Regions from separate parts of the Gossypium hirsutum genome. Here region 1 is linked to region 2. The links are chromatin contacts, called in public Hi-C maps. All regions are on one chromosome and are shown on one strand. Each heading gives the region's core, a stretch centred on a gene start, on an enhancer-like site or on the middle of the called end of the contact. The rest is flanking DNA. Distances are from core to core; before and after follow the strand shown.

What was found. Hi-C and Micro-C count contacts between places; a contact is called where the count stands out from the background.
Region 1: a contact with region 2 is called in a Hi-C map of leaf, with 2.5 times the contacts expected there. The contact joins the promoter of LOC107956289 here to the promoter of LOC107955160 in region 2. A contact is called at or near these places in 3 of 34 Hi-C or Micro-C datasets (all in leaf).

Annotation. Positions count from the first base shown.
Region 1 is chrD04:13,121,787-13,127,147 of Gossypium_hirsutum_v2.1, forward strand. LOC107956289 (probable zinc metalloprotease EGY2, chloroplastic) reads right to left here and starts at 2,098. Exons shown (of 12, transcript XM_041092006.1): 1 at 1,686-2,098; 2 at 1,531-1,603; 3 at 1,133-1,276; 4 at 422-472; 5 at 217-327. The coding sequence starts at 1,840.
Region 2 is chrD04:12,828,372-12,833,807 of Gossypium_hirsutum_v2.1, forward strand. LOC107955160 (coronatine-insensitive protein 1) reads right to left here and starts at 1,425. Exons shown (of 3, transcript XM_016890889.2): 1 at 563-1,425. The coding sequence starts at 1,059.

The DNA.
Region 1 (5,361 bases), core at 848-3,347, 290 kb after region 2:
TGCTATCTTATTCTCAAGGACAATATAACACCTATTGAAGGAGAAGTTCAATCTATAACCACGTAAATATTATTATCTCCATGGATATGTTATGAATTCAAGTTGCAGAGGCAATTTTAGTTGATTTCAGCCCCTTAAGAATCTTCTGATACATGTTTGAAAGAAAAGGAAAAAAAGGATCAAGGAAGCCTAGAACTATCAAAATAACTAACACACCTCATAAGGTTCCTGGCTCGTTACAAAGAACGTATCAAATGCAAATACTTGATCCTTAAGAATGTCAATGATTTCCTTTGGAATCCTCATTGATTCATCCAGTTGTTGTGGCTGTTCAGGAAACAAGGGAAGATGTAAAAGAAGCAGGAAAAGAAGATCTCTCTTGTAAATTCCAGCCTAGGAAGTGATACAGCATCATGATCACCTTCACACTTGGCAGAGGCGATCCACTAGTAACTTCAATAGCGTCATCCTCCTGTATCAAACACAATCCTGATGTGATAAAGGTTGAGCAAGCTATGATTAATGTTTTGCAGATTACAAAATGGCAGCTGAATGTGAATTCATGTACTAAAATACTTCAAATTGTAGGTATGGCAGGAGCTTGCTTGGACTCAAGGTCAGTGTCGGATGCGTATGCCCAAATTTCTAAGTTTTCCATATATTTGAGGAGGTTCATACTCCCATACCAATATTCGAACATAATGCTAGTTATAGCTATAGCTAAACTACCATCTAGCTTTCAATTGGACAAAAACATTTCTATCAAAATAGAGAAACGGGATTAAAAATCACCAAAAGTTACGAATTTAAGGAGATGAACATGAAATCTAACAAAGTGGCCTGCAAAAAGCACAGTAGCACGATCTTGCATTGAGAACAAACCTGGCAACTTTGGACATGATGGATTATACAGACATGAGCAAGAAGAACACGAAAAAAAATTACACAAATGCAAGAACATTCAGATTTTATATAATATGAAATATTAGCATATTAAAATTTATATAAATATATACTACCTTAAAACACGAGACAAATACCATCTCTAATTGAGAACCAAGTAATGTAGGGGCTTGCCTATTGCCCTATTCTGTCACTATAAGGATACTACTACAGAATAGAAATTTAGTACCTGCACAGCACCTTGAGCTGTAGTTTCTGCATCATTATTGTTTATTTGTTGAACATTTATGGGCTGCAAATCAATCTGGGAATCTTTTTCCTCTACAGAATCAGTTGTTGCCGGCTTTTCTCCACTTTCATGCTTATCTTCCTCCTACAGACATTCAACATCGAACATCAAAGAACATTTCCCTTTTCATCTAAAAATAAACCATCTTGAGCTAACTGCTGGATCCAAAATTGCAAAAATACCACATGTTGAGTGCATTCACAAAGTAGCTCATAACTTCTTGATAGATTCATTAATGAAAAATGCAATAATTCCAAATTTGTATCAACATAGAAAAGAAAATAAAAAAAAGGAATTTTTTTTAGAAGTCCGAACTAATTGAGTAATAAAATAATTACCACATCATTATTACTATCTGGTCCAGTTTCTGTTTCAGTCACTCTACAAAACATCTCTCTTTTCCTGAAAAATCTATAAGAGGAATAAAGAATTAGTTCATAAGCTTTCTTCTTTAGCAGAATATTTTTAAAAAAATAATGAGAAAAAAAACTACCTAGGGACGCGAGAAAAATTCAAGCTCCTTAAACGACACCGTTGCGACTTAGCAAAGCTCGAAGACGACAACAATGGCTGAAACCGAAGATCGCAGCAAGAGCTACATTGAGATAAGACACCAAAGTTCCCGCGGAAACTTGCTGCTAAATTCATTTTTTTATTTTTTCTAAAAGAAATGAAATCCAAATTCCTCAAAAGACGTAAATTTAATTCAATTGAAGATCAAATTCCATTGGAAAAAAAATTCAATACTTTATGAAAATTTTGCTTCGCAGATTTTTAAAAGAGAGATTGGAGTTTTTTTTTTATGTTATTTTGGAGTCTTATCCGTTTTGCTGTTGCTCGTTGCATCGAAGGAGTTACTGCGAGAGAACGATATTTCTGGGAGATCCGATTATTGAAAGGCGAAACCTATTGCACCAGTTGTATTGAGACACGTGTATAGTGAAATTGCGTGTACTATTTTGAGTGGTGCTGTTGTTGAGGAATCTCAATTTTGAGAGGCTACTTAGATATTTGATGAATATCTGAATAGTAGCTTACCTGCTTGGTAATGCTTGAAAACAAAACCTTAGTCACTCTAAATTTCTTTTTAGGATTTTTTACTTAAATAATATAAAATAATTAAATAAATACTTACAAATCTAGATAGAAGCTACAGTAAAAAACCGGTGTCACCTGGTCAATCGACGGTACTAGACTAAAATATAATGACTTAAAATATTTAGGGATCTGATATGCAAAATTACCATTTTGATTGAAAAGCCTTCAGATAGTTTAGGGCACTAAACTTCAAATAGGGTAAATTACTTCATAAACCCTTCTTATTTATTATTTCTTTTTGTTTCCCTTCAACACAAAAAAAAATAGAGAGGCCTCTTACCAATTAGTCCAAAATATTTTTTTACTAAAACGTATTTTTGTAAAAAAGCGAATTTCAGACTGGAAATAAATTTTATTTATTTTTTAAAAACTAAATCTTTTGTTCAAATACTTTTTTGTAAAATTATTTTTCGAAAAATTATTCAAACTAGAAAAAATATTTTGAAAAAAATATTTTTCGATAAATAAATAAAATTTATTTTCAGTTTAAATCGATTTTTTTTTAAAATGCTTTTTAGTAAAAAAAAACTTTGTGAACTAATTGGTAATAGGCCTCTTTATTTTTGGTATGGAAGGGAAATAAAATAAAATAAATAAGAAGGGGTAATTAAGCAATTTACCCTTTTGAAGTTTAGTGCTGCCAAGCTGTCAAGTAGCACCCTTAAAGCTTTTCATCACATTTCAGTCTGATGCTGCCGATTGACCAGGCAGCACCCATAAAAAAATTTAAACCTAATGTGACCGATGGCTGAGGAGAGGGGTGTCGCCAATTGGTCAGGCGGCACTGATTTTTTACTGTAGCTCCTGCTTATATTCGTAAATATTATTATGTTTATCCCATTTCAGTATTTATTTAATTATTTTATATTATTTTGATAAAAAAAACCCCATTTTTTATTATCCAACTATGAATATTACAAAATGATTACTCAATTATAAATATTTTTTTGTCATTCAATTATGAAAAGTTATAAAAGAGTCACCTAACTATTCAATTTTATCTTTTCTGGTCACCAGCGTAGGGATGGCAAAACTCGAATCGTACAATGAATTTCGAATCAATTCATTCTGAATTGAGCAAATTATTTCTTTTGAAAAGTGAATGCGGGGCGAGGCGAGGAGACTTTTTCTTTTGAAAGGTGGGTATAAAGCGATTATGATAATTGCTTGTCCCACCCCGACCTACTCCACTATATAAAATTATCATTTTGTCTTTATATATATAAATTATTAAAAAGGTAAAAATGTAATAACATAATATATAAAAATCCATATATATATTATGTTTAAATATTTTTGAAGAATTATGTTTAAATATTTACTTGACTTTGAAAAGATTGAAAATATTAAAGATAAGTAGCAAAAATTAAATTGAAACAGGGCGGAGTGGGGATGGATGCATCTAACATCCATGGAGGTGGTAATGATTTTCAAAATTGCGCATCCATAATGGAGCGGGGTGAGTGATAAAGCAAAACATGCCAACTGAAGAGCAGTGGTGGATTTAGCAATATTCGCTTTCACCTAGCTCAACGCCATCCCTATATCAATAGGTTAACAGTGGCAGCTTTTAAAATTGACATAATAGCAACTTTAACCTCAACATTTATATATTGTGTCAATTTAGTCTTGATTTTAAAATATCTAACCCTCAACATTTTACGCATTGTGTAATTTGATCTTTTTTGCAATTTTGTTTTTTCTTTGTGACTCTTTCACCTAGAAAGCTTAAAAAACAAATTTATTAGCTAAAGATAAATTTGTTTGAAAATATACAAAAATGGAAATACCCAAAATCCTAGATAGTAATTTTCATCTTTTCTCATTCTTTTAAAATTAACACTCAATGTCACAAAGAAAAACAAAATTGCAAAAAAAATTACAGAACGTGTAAAAGTTTAGGGTTAATTTTTTTTAGAATCGAGACTAAATTGATATAATTTATAAATGATGAGGGTTAAAGTTGCTATTATGTCAATTTTAAAAGTTGTCACCATTAGCTAATTGGTGATTAAAAAGACAAAATTGAATAGTTGAGTGATCATTTTGTAACTTTTCATAATTAGATAACCAACAAATTTTACTAATAATCAAGTGATCATTTTATAACATTTCATAGTTGACTAACAAAAAAATATTAATAGTTGGCTATCTACTAGTGGAGATAGGATTGTATGAAATAGGGATATTATCACTTTCCCATAGTATAATGCCACATCAGCAATTTCATTTTGAATTTCAAGATATTCATTTGAATTTGATTTTTTTTTAGGATGAAAATGCTAAAATTTAGGATCAAAATGTTAATGTGGCATTAAACTATTAGAAAGGATACAGATGACGTGGTGTCCTTGTTTCATACAATTATTTCCCCTTATGAGAGTAGTTTACCCTAAAAAAAACTACCTCCCTCTGATTTTTGCACTCAAGAATCATGGTGAAATAAATAAATTAACAAACGATAACCGTTTAATCTATCGACATGATAATTAATGGTGGACGAACTAGCAACTATTATACATGTGGTAGTTCATGTGGATCATTCTACTATTGACATGTTAAAAAATATTTAAGAGTTCTAAAAAATTTAAAATATATTAAAATTTTATAATAAAAAATAAAACCCAAAATTTTCTTGACAATTTTTAAAATTAAAAAAATAAAATAAAATAAAAAGCATTTTTAAAAATAAGATATATAATATAAAATTATGAAAAATTTAGAATAATTATATTTAAAACTTATAAAAAATAAAAATATTTATAAAATTTTAAAATATATATAAAAATTGACAAATTAAAATCTAAAAGTATATACAATTCAATAAAATTATAGAAAATCCAAAAAATAAATCAACTGACAACTGGCTTCAATGGCCCAGATTGAACTAAAGATTAAAGTCGACGTTGTATATTTTCAAAGGTTTCATGTATCTACTAAATAGCAGAGACATGAACCCTAAAAGTATACAAGGCTAGATTTACCCTTTAGCTCAATCTCGATTGTTAAGGGTGACTTATCGATTGAATATTTTAATAATTTTTGAACTTTATAAACTGTTAAACTTATTT
Region 2 (5,436 bases), core at 175-2,674:
ACTAGACCAGTCACTCCTAAAGATTCGGGATTCAAATGACCGCATACAGTGTCATGGAACTTTCCCACATATGCAATCAAAATGTTTCATCGTTCAGATTGATTTTCCATCAGTTCCACATTCAAACAAACGCAGTAACAACCACATCTATAAATGCGATGCTTACAGGCTGAGGAGAAGAAAGATTTTCCTCGACTTCAAACGCTTGAACTAAACAGTTACAAATAGAAGTAATTGGGATTGAATACATGTTTCATTAAACATAACCACTTCCAATAAACACAAATCGAAATATTCCTACAATTCAACTCAACCAAACTCAAGTAAACTAAGATAAGGTTTAACCCCCAAGTAGTTGGAAGTTACTAAATCAGTCCTCTTTACTCGATTCCACTGAGTTCAATCCATATTTGATCATTTTCAGCAGATGCTCCAACTAAAAGAACTTTCAACAATGAATTAAAGAACGAATTTCATCGGGCTTAAGCCTAAGCTTGACTAATTTCACAAAGAAACAAGAACCCATAGTTGCACAAGAATTAAGAAAGGAAGAAAAAGTTACCGGCACAAACGGCCAACGTGCAAGAGACCATCAGTAGAAAAACCAGAGCATTTATCAAGCTTCAAAACCTGCAAAACCTTCCCTCTAGACCTAGCCAAAACTTCCAGATCCGAATCTTTAACAATCATTCTTCTGAAATGGACGGCTTTCAAGCAATTGAAATTCTCCGCTATTTCATTCACCCACGGTGTAACGTACCCACCCCAATCTTCAGGTATCAAATTAAACATCGCCGCCCGAGGCTTCCCTTTCAATTTCAAGGATTCCAAGTGACGGAACCGTCGCCTCAACCGATCGGGACTCGTCGTGTAACAAAGCGCGATCGTTATGTGCTTACGAGTCAGCGCGTCGAGCTCGTACCACCGCCTGCAAACTAGAGATACGGCGTCGCGGTCTTTCGGGTCGTCGATGTACGGCATCACGCAGCCTAATACGACATCGGACATACCGGGTTGTGACGTCATCGTTTTGTGCAACTTGTTACCATTTTCCTCCATCTAAAAAAATCTTTTTTAAAGGGAAATTAAAATCAAAACGGTTTTTAAACCGAAACGGACAAAAAAGAATGGATCGATCTGAAATAAGAAAGTAAACACTTTTTTTTCGGAGCTCTGTTTTATTTGTTCATAAAAGAAAAGGCGGTAGGATCCGAAACGAAACGGAACTCAACCGGCGATAAAACGAATCGGGTCAGATGAGGATCGGGTCGAGAAGGCATAGGGAAGAAGAGATTGTTGATTGAGCACACAGAAAAGCGAAGAGAAAAGAGCTGAGAAAAAGTTTCAGTAGATAAAGGAGGGTCGAAATGGACGGCCGAGATTCATTAGAAAAGAAGATCCAAGTGAAAAATATAATTATAGGATCAGACCAGACAATTCAGCTGCTCTAAATTAAAAATACAAAAGAAAATAGTATTGCAACCAATTAGTGGAGACTGAAAAATAAATTTAATAATTTTTGATTGGTTGCGTCAGTATTGGAAGTATTAAATTATTAATTATATTCTGCACCCAGCAGTTGTCATTGTGGCCTTTCTTAATTCTTTCAATTATATTTTTTTTCGTAAAAAATGTTGATTAAAAGCAGCTGCTATTTCGTGCTTTTCTTTTCTTTTTTTTTTTTGGTAAAAATGAAAGAAGGTGGGAGAAACCCAAGGAATTAACCAGTACAGTTAATGTCTATCCCTAAGCTCTCTTGTAGTAGAACCAAAACCATTTCCTGACTGAGAGTAAAAACCAATGGGGTTCTTCTTGGTTGATCTAGACAAGATATCAGTTGCCCTATTTGCTTACAACTTAATCTCCCAACTTTGGACCAACAGCTCGCAAATATCCTATACAAGCTACCAGGTACCTTGTTTTGCTCTTTTCATATGCATTTCATGTTAGTCTTGAAGTAACGCCTTTCCTTTCAATCTAGTTACATCTTATACAAGCTCGTGCTGCTAGTTTCCCACTTCTCTTCCAATGTGGCATAGGATAGGAGTAATACTTCATTTCATATCTCCTTAGAAAAGGACACCCAAAGAAAATGTGGCTTTTGGTTTCTTGTTCCACATGACAAATTTCATTAATGTGTGCCTTTGGTATGTAGTCTGTCACGAATGACCATCCAAATTATGAAATGAATGCTTTCAAATATGAACTGAGAACCACAAAACCAATTTTGTCCCATTCCACATGTTCTTAACATACTCATATTTTCTCCTCAAAATTTAGCCACTATATATTTGTCACTAGGGAACCTCCAAACAACACAATTCTAAAACACAATTTTTTTTTGCAACATCATGCATTTGTAACAAGTTCCTCCAAATCCAACTATAATTCCAAGTAATTAACACCATGTTTGGTTGACATGAATAACCAAACGATTCCTGGCTGATTTGGTGATAAACAGTTATTCATTAGTTTGATTCATTGAATCCTTCATTCTACGAAATCTCATTCATTACCCATTCCACCTTCTCCCGTAATGGCCATTCCCCACCAAACCCAAAGAATAGGACAAACGATTCCTGGCTGATTCGGTGATAAACAATTATTCATTAGTTTGATTCACTAGGGGTGAGCATTTGATCGAATCGAATCGAATCGAATCGAAAATTTTCAAGTTAATCGAGTTTTCAAATCTCATTTTATCATCCTAACTTTATTTGAAGTTTTCTCGAATCGAGTCGAGTGAGATGGAATTCGAATCGAATCGAATCGAATCGAATATATTTGTTCGAATTAAAATTTAAAAAATAATTTAGGTCCTTGTAACCACTGTCACCCATCGTAATAAAATTTGTCCACCTTAATCAAATTTTTTATTAACTTTCATCACCTCATAATTTATTTATTAATTTTTTATATACTAGTTAGCTTATTTGTTTGCTTAGTTGTTTCAATTATCATCAGATTCTTGTCACTATGTATTTTGGAATTAAAAAATATATTAAATATAAAAAAATGATTTTTTAATAAAAGTTATTTTAAAAATAAAATGTGAAATTGTTACCAATATAAAATTTTAACACGAATATTTTATGGCATAATTAAGAATTCAATTTTAATATAAATATTCAATATGACTAAACAATTCAATAATATAAATAATATAAAATATGAAATTTAATTTAATAATATAAATAGTATATATAAATAAAATTAGTACTATTTATGTTTAGTGATTTTTTTGGATAATTTTGATTTTTTATTTGAGAGTAAAGGGTGAGAAGTAAAAGTTTAGGGGGAAAATAAAAAGTTTTGGGGAATAAAAGTTTGAGGGAAAGTAAATAGGGGGAGTAAAATTTTGGAGGGAAAATATTAAAAAAAATTGGAAGGGGGAGGGTTTGGGGTAGATGGGAGGTGGGATGGGAAGAGAATAAAAGTTTTAGGGGAAAAGTGGGAGGGAGTAAAAATTTTGGGGGAGAATAAAAGGTTTTGAGGGTTTTTGAGAGTAAAATTTTGAGAAAAAGTAAATGGAAGAGTAAAATTTTGGTGGGAAACGGATTTTGGGTAGATTGGGGGGTTGGGAGGGGAGGAGAGTAAAAGTTTTTGGGGGAAAGTGGGAAAGAGTAAAAGTTTTGAGGGAAAAGTAAAAAAGTTTGGGAGTTTAGGGTAAAAATGTAAAATATTATAGTTTGATACTCGAATTATTCGAATTATTCGAGTTATTCGAATTCGAAAACTCAACTCGATTTGAACTCGAAATTCGAAAAAAATTCGAATTGATTCGAATAACTCGATTAACTCGAATAACTCGATTCGTTTAACTCGAAATTCGAATTTTTTTCAATTTTTTCGAGTCGAATCGAGTTTTGCTCACCCCTATGATTCACTGAATCCTTCATTCGACGAAATCTCATTCATCACCCATTCCACCTTCTCCCGTAATGCCCATCCCCCACCAAACCCAAAGAATAGGACTACACAACCACCACCGAATAAAGAAAAAACATAACCTCCCATTCTTACCCTTTACCACTCTCCTTCATCAAACACCTCAAGCCACCACACCCCCAGCCCTATCTCCTCATTCCCGTTCGGTTATTCTCATCCTACGACGATCTTCGAAATTGTCAAAAGCTTCCCCAAAGCTGAGAATTTCATCTCTTTGCTTCTTTGCTTGTATTCACTAGTAGGGAGCTGTGAAAAAAAAATGAGTTTTCGAAAAAAAAATTTGGTCAATTGGTTGATCCGATTGTTTTAGGGCAATTTAGGTTAGAAATGTAAGCTTTTTGTTTTCAAATTGCATTTGGTTTTTATGGGCATTTCTGTTTATTGCAAGAGATTTTAGGTTGCTTGTCTCAATAGCAAGGGATTTCAATTTTAGGTTGGTATTTGTTGTTTGTGGTAAATGGGTAGTTGGGATTTTAGATTTTAAGCTCTGAATCAGTTACAAATTCTTTTAGCAAAAAAAAAAGTGAGACATGGGAGATGAGGAAATCGTTCAAGGATTCTCTCAAGAATCTTGAAGCTGATATTCATTTCGCCTATACCTTATAATTTCTTATTTCTTTTTCTTTTCCTAGGCTTTCTGTAGATGAGCATGATTCATCATGATTTTTTTCTGTAGATAGCAAGGGATTTCAATTTCAGGTTGGGATTTTTTGGGATTGTATCTACAAAGACTACAATTTTTTTCTATTCGATATTTGCTCTATCAGTGCATCAGTGATTTCCTTTTGGATTCTTCTTTTGATTTGAGCCTTCCTAGTTTAATTTTTTTTATTTTGGCTTTTTTGTTTGTTTTAGGTTTGAAGTTAAATTTTATTTTGTAGCGAAGTTCATTACTCTGCTGCTTGAATTTGCTTCTTTTCATATTTGTTAGAATGTAAAATGTTCGATCATTTGCCTCAATGAAAATTGAACCTTGTTTGCATATTTGGGTTTTCATCTTCGATGTCGTTGTTTCTTCCTTTGATGTTGTTGGTCTAGTAAAACCTTCCATGATATGGAATAATATTATTGAAAAAGTGTTTACTCTGCTTACAGAGCTTATTGAGATGCTTACATGGAATTCTTGCTTCTCTTTACTTCATCATTTGAACTGCATGGTGAAGATAAACTATAAGAGACAAAGTTAGAAGTTGGGTTTCATTTAATATTATATTAACTTGAGAATTTAGGCCGAAGCCCTTGTGTTTTATGATATGACAATTACTTTATTTGCTATATACATTTGCAACATATCCTCAAGAATTCAGATACATCTCCTCTGCATCAACTCAATTGAAACACTGTTTCTTATCTTTTTCTTTGTTATGAAAACACCCATTTCGTGAGTGAATGAGGGGTAGAAGAATCAAATAATGGGAACTTATTTAGGTTCAAGTATGTAAATATACATATTTCGAGTTGACCTTGAGATGTTTAAATGAAGGTTTA